Linked DNA regions of Oryctolagus cuniculus: region 1 is linked to region 2. Evidence: chromatin contacts called from public Hi-C data. All regions are on one chromosome and are shown on one strand. Each heading gives the region's core, a stretch centred on a gene start, on an enhancer-like site or on the middle of the called end of the contact. The rest is flanking DNA. Distances are from core to core; before and after follow the strand shown. Region 1 holds the start of VEGFA (vascular endothelial growth factor A). Region 2 has its middle 60 kb from the start of VEGFA.

Region 1 (6,411 bases), core at 2,294-4,793, 61 kb after region 2:
CCATGCAAACCCTCCTAGGCCTCAGGAATCTTCAGCACACCCACAGACTGCTCAGAAGGTAAAAACCTGTGGCAAGGGGACAGCCCCGTCGTCCCCTGTACAAGTCTCCCTGAACATACTCCCCAAGCCACACCGGCCCCTGCTCCCACCTTATGCCTTGGTTTCTCCTCCTCCCTGAGTTGGGGGGGGGGGTCCCAAGGTCCCGGGCACCTAGGGCACCTTCCTCAAATGCAACCCAGGGAAGCTTTTTCTGCCTTAGCACTGCCCAGCCCCTAGGGGGCCCCCTGTGGCGCGGCCCCCACCCCTCCCCACCCCCACCAGGTCATTCCTCCCCTCCCCAGAAGCTGTGAAGGTCATCAAGCACAGCCATGTGGCCCTGACAGCACCCAGTAGGCAGAGACTTCCCCGGGCCCTTCCTGAGGGTCCCGAGTTCTCACCACCTCCCCACACCCACCTGCTCCTCTCGGGGAGCAGTTCCCAGCTGCACAGCCACTGGCCGGGCATGGCAGCCAGCTTCGGAACTCCAGACCCCACTAGAAAGGAGTCCTTCCTACTGCCTGCCTCTCACCCATTCCCAGGCACCCCACTGAGGTCCCCCAGCCTCACCCCCAGTGAGAGCGGTCCCAGCTGGATACCCTCCCACCACAGCCTCCTGGGCTTCCCCCCTCCCTGCCAGCTCTGCACTGGGGCTTCCCCTGCCAACCTGCCCCCTGTGTCCTCCACCCCACCAGGGCCCCACCAGGCAAGGGGACGGAAACTTCCTGCTCCCTCCAAGGCCAGGGGGCACTGGAGGGGCAGCTCTAGGCAGGGAGGGGCCAGGTGCCCTTCTCTGGGGGCCTCTGAAGGTCACTCTGCGGCCAGGCTGCCACTCGGCCCCTCCTCCACACTGGGAGGCCTGGAGCCAAGGTCTTTGTGCCAGGGTCTGAGGAACTCTGGGTGGTGGCAGGGACCCCTGCCCATTTCCTTCCTTCCGCCTCCTCTCCAAGGGGACTCTGCGGCTGAGGGGAGGTCTAAGAGAGGAGCAGAAAGGGACCCCGTGGGTAGCCTTGGGAGGCGAGTCGGGTGGGCAAGTCTGGAGTTCCAAAAAACCACCTGCTCCAACACCCTGTTTGGCCCGGACGTTTGCAGCCTGAGTGCAGGGCTGGCAGGAGAGCTTGCTCCCAAGGGTTCTGGAAGGGCTGCTCCTATGCCGCCCATGTCATTTTTTTTCCAAAAAGGGTAAAGTGGGGTGAAGCCACTCTCCAAGATCTCCCCCACAGAAGCTAAAGCATGGCTCATTCGGAACCTCCGGGGAAGCGAGAGGCACACTGTCACCAAGTGGGCAGCTCCTTAGTGCGGACAAAGCACCCGGATGGCTCCCGCACCCCGACTTGTGGCCGTGACCGTCCCTTCCCTGGACTCTGGAGCCTCGGATGGGTCTTCCCAGCAGGGAGGAGTACCAGAGCAAGGGGTGGCAGAGACTTCTCCACCGAGGGAGGAAACTGGAAAAGGGGGAGGGGGCGTCCTAGAACACGGCCCGGGTAGGGGCTGGAGACGGCGGGAAGGGGTGGGGATGGCCCTCCGGGTCCCCGGGCTGTGGCTACCTCGAGAGGTCACCTTCCCCCGGCCGGCCGGCGCGGGGGAGGGGCGCCGCTCGCCGTCCGGGGCTCCCGGCTCGGGCAGCCGCGGCTCCGGGAACACGAGGCCGGCCAGGCCCGGGCTGATGTAATCGGCTCCGCGCCGCGCGCGCCCGGCCGGGCGGGGGAGGGCGGGCGGGCACCGAGCGGGACGCGAGCGGGGACGGGCGGGGGTGGCGCGGCGCAGGTGGCCGGCAGGGAGGGGGGTCCCCACAACAATCCACCCGAAAACTTTTCCCCAACTCGCGGCGAGGGCCGAAGAGACCGAGTGGCACTGACAGCAGCGCGCCCGCTCCCTCGCCTGCGCCCTGCCCCCTCCACGCTCTCTGCCCTCCCGGGTCCAAGGTCCGAGCACCCCCCACCCTGCCCACTGGGCCCTGGCTCCCGCCCCCGCTGCCCGGACTTCCAGTTCGCTGGGGACCAGCAGCCGGGAGCAAACTTCAGCCGCCAGCGGCAGCGCAAGCCCAGCCCCCTCGGCCTCCTCCTCCGACTCCCGCCCTCGGCTAGTCGGCCCAGATCGTACGTGCGGCGACTCCGGTGGGTGGGCAGGGCCCGCGTGGGCGGTGAGCCTACCCCCGGTGCCCTCCCACCTAGCGCGCGCCCCCTCCCCCTCCACGTACGACGGCAGAGGGGGATGCCGCGCGCCGGTGCCCACGGACCCGAGTGGGGGCACCGAGTCCCCCACGCGCGCGCTCGCACGCACGCACGTTCCCCCAGCCGGGAGAGGCGCTCGCAGCGGCCCGCGGCGCCAGGCGGGCACGGCCGCTTACCTTGGCATGGTGGAGGTAGAGCAGCAAGGCAAGGCTCCAATGCACCCAAGAAAGCAGAAAGTTCATGGTTTCGGAGGCCCGGCCGGGGCCGGCGCGGCTCGCGCTCCCTCTCCTGCTCGGGCTGCGGGACGGCCCGCTCTCCTCGGCGCCTCCGCGAGCTCCTCTTGCTCCCGGAGCCGAGGCCCGGGCCAGGGCCTGGGGCGCGCGCGCGGCTGGAGCACTGTCTGCGCACACGGCCGCCTCACCCGTCCATGAGCCCGGCTCCCCGGCGCCGAGTCGCCACCGCGGCCCCCTCTCCTCTTCCTTCTCTCCTTCCTCCTCCCCCTCCTCCTCCGGCGGCGGCGGTGGCGGCTCCTCCCGGCCCGAGCTAACACTTCTCGCGGCTCCGCTCGGCTCGGCTCCCCCGGCGCGGACCACGACTCCTCCGGAGCGAGAACAGCCCAGAAGTTGGACGAAAAGTTTCAGTGCAATGCCGCGAGCCCCGACCCCCTCCACCCCGCCTTCGGGCGCGGGCTCCGGCTGCTGCCCGCCGCTCGCCGCCGCGTCCACCGTGGGCCGCCGGCCGGGGAGGAGGTGGGCGCTGGGGCTGGGGGCGGTGTCTGTCTGTCTGTCCGTCAGCGCGGCTGCTCCTGCGCGGGGTCCCGAGGGGGGAGAGCTTGCGCCGCGCTCCGGCGGTCACCCCCCTGAAAGCAGGTCACTCACTTTGCCCCGGTCCCTCTCGCTGCTCGCCCGCCTGCGCGCGCTCTCCAACCCCGTCTGTCTTCCTCGACTTCTCTCCGGAGCTCTTGCCACCTCGCTCCTCCTCTGCGCGTTTCCAAAATCCGAAGTGACTGGGGGGAGTTAAAGAGCAGTCTCCCCGAACCGTCTGCCCGTCTTCAGTGGGCAACGGGAAGCAAAAATCAATTACAACGGGGAAACAATTCAGTCTTTTTTTTTTTTTTTAAGGTTTCAGAAGAAACGAGGAGGGGTAAACCCCAGCTAAATGAGTATGGAAATCCAGCGCGGGGGCCCTGGCCGGTGCGTCCGCGGGACCGTGTGCCTCGCCGCTGCGCCTCCCGACCGAGCGCCGCTGCCGCCGGCTCCGCTCCCCCTGCGCCGCGGCCTCCTCGCAGCCCGGCTGCCCCAAGCCTCTGCGCTCCTCACCGCTCCCAGGCGACTGAAAAATAGGCCCAACCCCGCCCCGAGCCCGCCCCGGGGGGCGGGGACAGGGGCGGGAGGCGGGCGCAAGCCGAATCCGTGCAGGCACCGCCTTCCCCGGGGGCACCCAGCTCAGCTTGGACCCCCTAGCCCACCGCGGCGAAGGGAACGCTCGACGCCCCCTCAACCACCACCACCAAGGCTAGCAGCCTGAGAACTGCCGCGCGCCCCCCTGAAACTCTGCCTAGAGACACGCACGCTCGCGGGGTGTCCAGGGGGCGGGAGCAGGAAACTAAGGTTATGTGCGGACAGGGCTGCGAGCTGGTGCCTCTTTGCCGGGAATATTGGGGAGGGCGGGGGACGGGCGGGGAGCCCGTCAGGGACGGGTGGGGAAGGGGCCCAGAGCTGTTGGAACCCTGGAGTGACCCCCGGCCTCCTCCCCACGCAGCACCCTCGCCCCCTACACACGCGCTCACACAAACACACACGTTGACACACGCGTTCTCACTCACGCAGACGCGACTTTCCCAAGTTCACGAGCTCCCGGCGGTGGCCGAGCGCCCCCTAGTGACCACTGCCTGCACAGCCCTGTTCTGGCTCGAGAGCGAATGGGCCTTGGGAAGGGGAGGGTGGCTGACGCCCGCAACCCCCATTTCTGACTTCCCGAGCAGTTGCGTCTTCGGAACTGGAAAGGCCTCGTGGGCAGAGGGCTCTGCACGGCGCACAGAGGGGACAGTGTCCCCATCTGGAGCCCTTATCTGGCAGCTGGCAGGCTAGGGTGCCTGGGGTCCTTTGGGAAGTGTCCAGGGAGGCTCCCCCGGGAGAAGAATTTGGCACTAAGTTTGTGGAGCTGAGGCAGGGAAGCGTGGGGTTCCGCGGTTAGTCACTGACCCAGAGGGAAGAGGACCTGTCGGAGCCCACGTATGCACTGGAGAGTCTGGCAGAGCCCAAAGGGAGAGGCAGCTGGGCAGACAGAAGCCCTTGTTCCTGCTGCACCCCCCCCCCCAGATGTTGCCAGGGAACTGAGGCCAGGGGGCTGGTGGGGGCGGATGGAGGCCAGGACTTGAGTGATGACTCAAAGCTCCCCTGCCGCACTAAGGACCGGTTGTAGGCCAGCTGCCCTGGGCTCCCACCAGGCTGGGGGCCAAGGCTTCCATCAGCCCGGGCCCCAGCTCACGCTCATCTTCTGAGCAAAAACGGGGGGCTCTCCCCAGCCACCCAGACCCTCTGGCTGCCTTGGCTGCTTCTGCAGGCTCGAAGCCTCACCGGTCTCTGCCCCATCCCGGGCCATCACTCAAAGCCCCCTTCTCCTGCAACTCCCCTGTCTTATATCTTCCCTCCATGCTCCCCAAATCCCCCCACCCCACCCTTGCATATAGGACCCAGCCTGGAAAAAGTCCTGGTTGGGCTTTGGCCCAGCCCTTCTCAGGCACCCCCGGGGAGCAGAGGACTGGGGGCTGTGCTACCTGTGGGAAGAGAGGGACCAGTCTCCTTACCTGCCCAGCAGGCCCTGACCAGGGCTGGCCCAGGGCCGATGGAGCCTCTGCCGAGGCCAGGACTGGAGATGGGAGTGGGGATGAGAATGCAGCAGTTTTGCCCCCGGTTTGCCCAAAACGACCCAAGGAGGTGACTCAGCCAGCCCCCTCCCTCTGCACGCAGCACTGTGGTTTGGTGGGGGGTGCTAGATTACCTCCTTAGTGCCCCAATTCCACCAGAGGGGTGTCCCCCAGTGGGCCAGCTGGCGGCCACCACAGCCCACCTTTCCATCACTCGTGCTCCGGCATGTCTCCACCACTTGGCCGGCCCCCAGCAGCAGGGACAAGGCCTTGCACAGTTAGTCAATGTTTATTTGCTGGCTCCCGCCCCCTTCCAGGCAGGCCGCCTCACCTGGGCTCCCTGCTGCAGACTGCTGAGTGGGATGTGGAAGGGAGGCCATTCTGCTTCCCCCTAGTCTGCCCCCAGCACCCAGGAGCACAGGCTGGGAGGCCCTGGGCCCGGAGCCCCTCCTCTGGCCCTCTCCCATCTCCACTGTCTTCAGCCCCAGAGGGGCAGCAGAGATCTCCCTGGTCAGGGAGAGGCTGGCGGCGTGGGGTCCCCTGGACAGGGAGCCATCAACTGTCCCTTCATAGCTCCAGGTCCCCCTCCAGCCTAGGGCCTGCCACCTTCCTCCCCTCACCCCCAGCAATGTTACAACAGCTTCTCTGAGCTTCCCCTGTGGGCTCTGCCCAGTGGCAGACGTCCCTTTGTAAAAGACTGGGATTGCAACCTAGCCTGGGGGTACTGAGCCAGCTGCATTAGGGTGGGGACAGCCCCCTGGGTCTACTATTCATTTAGGTTGGTGACACAGAAGAGACGTCTACTCTGGATCCTAGCCCCAGGATGGTGTCACCAACTCCCAGGGATGCCCTCCAACCATCTGGATCTTCGGAAAAGGCAAAAAGAAACAAATCAGCCACGATGAGACCACACCATCTCCGTGGCACCTTCTCTTCTCCCCGGGCTGGTCCCCTTGCACTAATTCAGTTCCACTTGTCCTGCCTCCCCAGGCTGCTGCAGGAAAGGGGTCAGGGCCCAAGGTCACCGGGCCAGCTGGGGGACTGGAGCAGGGCACAGCCCCGACACAGATCACGCGGGGTCCCTGTGCGAGGCTCCCCGGAGCCCCAGCCTCAGGACCAGGGCGGCCATGGCCCATGGCTCTGCAGCCAGTCAGCAGAGAGCCAAGGAGGAAGGGGACGGTGATCGGGGAGGGGGAGGGGGAGGGGAGACAGGGACAGGGAGGGGGCGGAGGAGAGTGTGAAAGGCAGCCAGGAGCCAGCAGCGGCCCCAGACAAAGGAAGTAGTGATCAGGCCCAAGGCACAATGGTTGTACTTTGTCCTGGCGTCCTGTC
Region 2 (6,913 bases), core at 777-3,276:
GCCCCCGGATCATCCAGGGAGAAGGACGGGGCGGAACCGCATGGAGGAACATCGCTATTTGCGTGGGAGAGTCGAGTTTATAAATATATAGATTTTTGAGGGTATCTTTAGAAGAATACACAGGAAACTGGCAGCTGAGGGCCTCGGAGAGGCTGCCAGGGCAGAATAAGGTAAGGAGAGCACAGGAGAGGATAGGCTACTGTTTCTGGTCGGAGTTGGGCGCAGCTCTTGATTTTATTTTGAATTCATTTTTAAACAGAAAAGTTATAAGACAGGGTGCTGATAGCCTAGGCTCAAGCATTTTCATTGTGCTTGCAGTTTTTTTTTTTTTTAAACCATGTCCATAGAGTGCCTCTTTGAAATAAAAGTGAACAAGTTAAATCAGTATTTTTAACCTCAGGACTTCTGGAGATCAAACCAGGCTAGCTGTCCAGATCTCTCAGAAGTGAGCCATGGTTGTGGTGCAGCCGGGCCAAGCCGGCTCCTGTGCTGCCAGCATCCCACATGGGCGCTGGTTCACGTCCTGACTGCTCCACTTCCAATCCAGCTCCCTGCTCATGTGCCTGGGAAACCAGCAGAAGATGCCCCACGTGCTTGGACCCTTGTCACCTGCATGGGAGACCTGGATGGAGTTTCAGGATCATGGCTTCAGCCTGGCACAGCCCCAGCCATTGTGGTCATTTGGGGAGTGAACCAGCAGATGGAAGATCTGTGTGTGTGTGTGAGTGTGAGTGTGTGTGTGTGTCTATCTGTCTCCCTCTCTATAACTCTGCCTTTCAAATAAATAAATAAATCTTTTAAATGAATCTCTCAAAAGTGAGCTCATTGCACGGCTTTTAAGTCTGACTTGAAACAGCTTTTTTTTTCTTCCTCTTTTTTTTTTTTTTTTTTTTTAATTTGAGAGACAGAGAAAGCGAGACAGGCAGAGCCCCAGATGCTCACAACAGCCGGTGCTGGGCTGGGACAGAAGCCAAGAGGCAGGGACATAATCGAGGTCTCCCATACGAGTGTCAGGAACCAGCTACTTGTGCCATATCTGCTGCCTCCCGGGGGAAGGGGGGTGCCCTGGCAGGAAGCTGGAGCCAGGAGACAAATGCAGGCCCTCGCAAGGAGGGCGCGGGCGTGTTTCCTCACTAGGCCCAACGCCCACCGCTGAAGCCCTCTTAGCCCCTGGAGCAGACGCCTCCTCATCCTTGCCTGAAGAAGCTTCCAGAACCACAGAGCAAGCCCGACACAGCTGTGTCTCCCTCGGGGTGGGGTGGACATGGCCGTCCTCCTTCCTCCCGAGTGGTCCTCTGCACTGCCAAGGGCAAGGACCACCCAGGCACAGAGGACAACGGGCGAGTGCCAGGACCAGTGTCCCCGCGATGCCAGCAGCCCTCCAGTGCCCTTCATCACCTGCTCAGCCCCTACTGCCACTCAGCTGGGTGTCTGAGGCTGGCCAAGGCCCCTCGAGTGCTGAACCAGACACTGAGGGAATCTTGGGTCTGAACACGTGGAGGGCAGCGGCTTCCCCGCCATCATCACAGATGTTGCTCCCCGGGGCACTGGCTACCTCATTCCTAGACTGCTCGCCCTCAGGGCTCTGCTACCCCATAAACACCTGCACTGGTTGCACTGGTGCTTTGCAAGGGCTCAAGGGTCACCGGGTCCCCCCAACCCCCGCCACATACATCATTCCTTACTGCACCCACCACACCCAGGATCTCCCTGGAACAGGGCTGAGTCTCCCCCCGACCAGACTGGGGCTTCCTCAGGACAGGGCTGAGTTGCCCCCCAAATCAGGGACCCTGGAGAGCAGCAGCTTGGGACCCGTGCCCTGCTCCTGCCCTCCCTTCAGGTTCCCAAGCCTCCCACCCCCACGGCTGGGTGCCTGTCCCCCCGGGGGCCCTCTGCCTGCTCACTCCAACGAGCGCCGCGGGCCATTGCGTAACAGCAGCAGCCACAGGTTTCCGATGAGTCAGCATTGTGGCCTGCACAGCTGTGCGACTTCTGTGCGGCGGCACTCAGGACAGGGCTCCTCGGAACCAAAGGACACGGGTCCCCGGGGAGCCCACCTCCCCGGGGAGACTTGACAGGCCAGCCAGGGGCTGCAGGCCCAGCTGCTCTCCTCGCTGCCCCGGCCTGGCCTCCCTGGCTGGCTGGAGTCGGGGCAGGTGCAGGGCTTGGGGGGAGGGGGGGTCCAGCCTGGTGTTGGGCCAGCAGAGTCACCCTGGCCCAGAGAGCCTGGGGCCTGGGGCTTAAATGCTCTTGGCAGGGTGGCGGCCCAGGGAGAGAAGGGCCTGGCTGCCAGGGGAGGGACCCCAGGAGCCAGCCCCCAGGCTGGGGGCCCCCCAGCTTGGCAGTTCTTCCTCAGACCACTAGATGTCACTTCCATTTCAAAGGAACCCATGGGTTGGAATTTTCTCAGTCCCCCAGGCTCCTTAAAGACACACAGGCCGCAGGAAAAGACTCCACGGTCCCCACAGGACCAAGATGTGGGAAACCTGGCTGGGAGCTGCGTTGCTCCCCTCCCCCAGCAGAAACTTCCAGAAGCTTCCGTCACATCCCACCCATCCCTGCAAAGAGCCAGAAGGGACAGAACCCCAGTCCCCATCCCCCACCCACAGGGTAGTAGGGGGATGGTATTTTCGGAAATGGAAACAAAGCATGTGCTCAAACGAATGTGAGTGCATTTGGGGGAGCTGATATTTAAGACAGGGGACGTAACACCCAAGGACTCCCATCAGAGCCAAGAGATTCCAGGCGCCCCAGGGGCCATGTGGTCCAGCCCCTAGCTCCAGATCCTCAGTAGGAATCTGAGCGGGGGAAGGAGGAAGGTAGCCCCAACACCGACCCAGTGTCTCTCTGGCAGGTGTGTGTCCCCCGGCAGCCCCTGTGGGGTGGGTGTGACATCAGCCCCATTTGACAGATGAAGACACAGAGCCATGGAGAGGATTTGGTGAGAAAGTTATTCCTGCAGGCTCCCGCTGCTGTGCCGCCGCATCACTCTTCGGCAGGCGGACCCCACAGCCTGAGCACGGCAGGGAGGCCCCGGCCGGCCTCATCCACAGCTCAGCTGTCTCATCCGTCCTACCCTTTACCCGGTGGAGTGCAAACTGGGCTGCCCAGGATCACCCTGGGAGCTTTCTAAAACCTTGCTGGGGACCAGCATTTGGCCCGGTGGCTGAGACACGGCATCGGAGTACCTGGGTTGGATTCTTTGTTCTGGCGCCCGGCTCCAGCTTCCTGCTGGTGCACACCCCAGGAAGCAGCAGCGAGAGCTCAGAGCAGTGGGCTCCTGCCACCACGCCGGAGACCTGGACTGAGTCCCCGGCTCCAGGCATGGGCCTGGCCCAGCCCCAGCTGCTGATGTGGGCATTTGGGGAGTGAACCAGAGGATGGGCTCTCTCGTGTGCACTCCTCTCTCCCAAATAAAGATTTTTTTTAAAAAAAAGCTCTGATACCCATTAGCTCGGAACAGGGGTTGCCAGAGTGGAAATCGGGCATCAGTATGTTTCCAAGGATGCCCAGGAGATGCTAGGGAGTAGCGAGCTGGGGTTATCCTGGGACAGTGCCGGGCCAGGAACCTTTTGTCTGCCAGGGGCCACTGGATATTTACAACATCATTCACGGGCCATATGAAATTGTCAACTTAAACTATCTGGTCTGCTCCAGGTGTATTGGATTGCGAGTCTCACCTGCGGTTGCCTTGGCAGGGCCAGGCCACGTGATTCCAGGGACCTTATACGGCCCGCGGGCCGGACCTTCTCCACCCCTGCCTGGAGCCACTGGCTCCCTCACCTGCCCAGCCAGCACCTGCCCTCCAGGCCTGTGAGGGAGAAAAGGGCGCGGGCACGTCCATCACCAAGTGTCTCAGTTACACGTCCGGTGGGAGGACTGCACGGCTGCTCACCCGCAGAGGCCGGCTGACGGGAAGGCACCGACTCGCACAGCGTGGCCCCCATTCCCAGCGGAGAACCCCGGCCAACCCCCAAGTCTTCCGAGTCCTCAGACTCCTGTCTCTCCTCCAGCAGATTTCCCAACGAGGCTAGCTTCTTCCAGGGCAGACAAGTGACACAAAGAAAACAGTCCCTGGTCAGGATCTGACCCCGAGCCCCCGCCGCAAACCGGCGGCCAGTCATAACCAGGGCTGACCTCTCATCTCGACCGCAAGCTTGCTCCACCCTGACCACTGCTTGACCCCTAAGCCTGGCCACCGCTGACCCCTGATTGAGACCACAGGCTGTCCCTAAGGCCAGCTAGTGTCCCATTCATGTAGGGCCTGATCAGAATGGTCACAGCAACAGTAAAACCCTGTTTTTTTTTTTTTGTTTTTTTTTGTTTGTTTGTTTTTTTCATCAGGCATCGTCGTTGTTCACGATAATAAGAACAAACACGGAGCCAGGCGGGCTCAGTGCAGACTCAGTGCCGGGGGGGGGGGGGGGGGCGGGGATGCGGGAGTTTTTAGATCAGTGATTTCTTAAAAGGATTTCCAACCTGCTCTACTGTCAGCTCAAGCCTAAGGGCTTCCCCAAAGCCAGAATACTCCCAGACAGTCCCGGCCCCAAGTCAGAGAGAAAGAGAGAGGGGTCTTCCATCCACTGGTTCACTTCCAAATGGCCACAGCAGCCAGAGCCAGACCAGGCCAAGGCCAGGAGCCAGGAACCCCATCTGGGTCTCCTGCAGGGGTGGTAGGTGACCCAAGAATGTGGACCGTTGCCTGCTGCCTCCCAGGCGCGTTTAGCAGGGAGCTGGATCAGAAGCTGGGCTCTGACAGTGTGGAATGCTGGGTATCGCAAGCAGAGGCTAAGCCCACTGGGCTCCGCGTCCCCTTGGCTCGCCCCTTCTTTCCCGCTGTGTGACCACCATCTGAGCACTCGTGAGCACACCCCCTCGCACACACACCCTTCCCCGCTCCTGCGGGTCCCGGGCCTGGAATGCCCTCCCTCCTCCCCATGCCCAATCTCTAGGGTCTCCAAAGCCTTCTTCGGCAGGAAGTGGGCTCCCGTCATCCACACCTGTCAATCAGGCTCACCAGGCCCCAGAGAGCCAGCAACCACCACGCCAGCGTCTTCTCTCCTGTCTCGCCAGCTGAGGGAGGTCATGGCCAGCTCGTCCTGGTCAGACACGGAGGACACTCACCCCCGTGCACACGCATATAAGCACACACTCACCAAGTGTGTTTACAGAGCTTTAGGCAATTGTAAACTTGGCACGCTCCAGCTGCCCCCTGGACAGGGAGAGCCGCAAACGCATCCTGCTCTGGCCGCTTCTCCCCAACAAAGCGAGTCGGCTCCCAGGACGTGGACACCCCAGCATGGCGGGAAGTGGCTGCACTCTGCCCTGCATGATGAATGATGCCCGGGCTCCTGTCCCCAGCGCGGGGACAGGGCCCCCCTTGTGCGGCTCCCCAGGCTTTCCTCCGGCTGCTCCCGCCCCTGGGGGCGCCTCACCCGCTTCCCTGCTGCGGTGTCAGTGTCCGAAGCTCCCCACCCTGCCAGGCCCACCGTCAGCCTCACCCCCTCTGAGACACGGCCACTGATCTTCAGGCGAGGCAGCACTTTCTGGAAGATACTTAAAGGCTAAACGAATGAACAAACCGCAGGATGAGACCAAACGTTTCATCCCAGAAACGCACTCCTCTGTCCTCAGGAGGGGTTTTCTCGGGGAGAACTGGGTGATAGTGTGGGGGTGCCCAGGTGGGGACTCCGTGGAGCACCAACCCCAGCTCTAAGCCTGGCCCTGCCTGCTTGGGGGGCTCAGGGCCCTTGGAACGTGCAGTGAGCGGGGGAGGGGACCACAGAGCTGCAGGGTCCCCCCAGCTCCAGTGCTCAGGGGCTTCTGCTTCCGATTCAAAGTTTTCTTATCGGGGAAATCACACACTTGACCTTGCCACTTGGAAGCGCCGAGCTGGGGCTGAAGGTGACAGACAAATGAGCTCTAGGGAAGCAGAGCCACACAGCGTCCCTTCTGGAAATTTCTAGAAGGCAAGGAAGCCACCCCCCGCAAAGGCAGAGTTGGATTTTGCTGGGCACTGGGGTCCTTGTTATTAAAAGGAGAGTGAGGGGCCGGTGCTATAGCATAGCAGGTAAAACCGCCGCCTGCAGTGCCAGCATCCCATATGGGCGCCGGTTCGAGTCCCCACTGCTCCATTTCTGATCCAGCTCTCTGCTGTGGCCTGGGAGGGCAGTGGAAGATGGCCCAAGTGCTTGGGCCCCTGCACCCACATGGGAGACCCAGAAGAAGCTCCTGGCTCCTGGCTTCGGATTGGCCCAGCTCCGGCTGTTGCAGTCATTTGGGGAATGAACCAGCAGATGGAAGACCTCTCTCTCTGCTTCTGCCTCTCTGTAACTCTGCCTTTCAAATAAATTAAAAAGAGAGAGAGAGAGCAAGTGAGTGGACTCATCGCAGAGCCACCGCGTTGGGGTGGGGGTGTGGGAGTGATACTGATGGAGCCTCCAGCGCTGACCGACTGGGAGCTGAGTGGGCTGGGCCTCACTCCTGCGCCGCCCCCCCACTGTCCCCAGCTCCCCTTCGCGAAGGCTCAGACTAGCGCAGCCAGCGCGGCTCGGAAAATCCGCCTGTTGTCTGAGGGGGGTTTTCCATCAGTCCCCCTCATTCAGGCACTGACAGCGCCATGCGGTATGGAGGCAGAGCTGCCTGGATCGTGGGGACCCTTGTTAGGGACAGGTGCCTTCTGGCCAGCTCCCTGCTCCTCCGGGTCCCCAGTGGCCAGGGGCCTTTGGGGAAGGGAGCCCTGCAGGGCAGAGGGCCAGGACACGGGCTGGGACTCGCCAGGCAGCAGTGAGCAGCGCTCTGTGGAATGGATCTGGTTTGCTGACCCTGCTCAAGGCCCCCTCCTTGTGAAACTTGATAGATGTGGGCTGGGGAGTGTGGTAGCCATTAGCCACGTGGGGCTATTTAAATTTCA

Evidence for each region. Hi-C and Micro-C count contacts between places; a contact is called where the count stands out from the background.
Region 1: a contact with region 2 is called in a Hi-C map of an unstated tissue, with 2.3 times the contacts expected there. The contact joins the promoter of VEGFA here to the enhancer-like site in region 2. A contact is called at or near these places in 2 of 6 Hi-C or Micro-C datasets (psoas muscle and an unstated tissue).

What each region holds. Positions count from the first base shown.
Region 1 is chr5:126,311,591-126,318,001 of mOryCun1.1, forward strand. It overlaps VEGFA (vascular endothelial growth factor A), which reads right to left and starts at 3,544. Exons shown (of 7, transcript XM_070074064.1): 1 at 2,387-3,544. The coding sequence starts at 2,452.
Region 2 is chr5:126,252,130-126,259,042 of mOryCun1.1, forward strand. No RefSeq gene overlaps it. Among named protein-coding and RNA genes, the nearest start is that of VEGFA, 60 kb to the right of the region's middle. Within about 2 kb of position 2,027, at least 3 of the 8 cell types and tissues checked have an H3K27ac peak or open chromatin away from gene starts, as enhancers often do.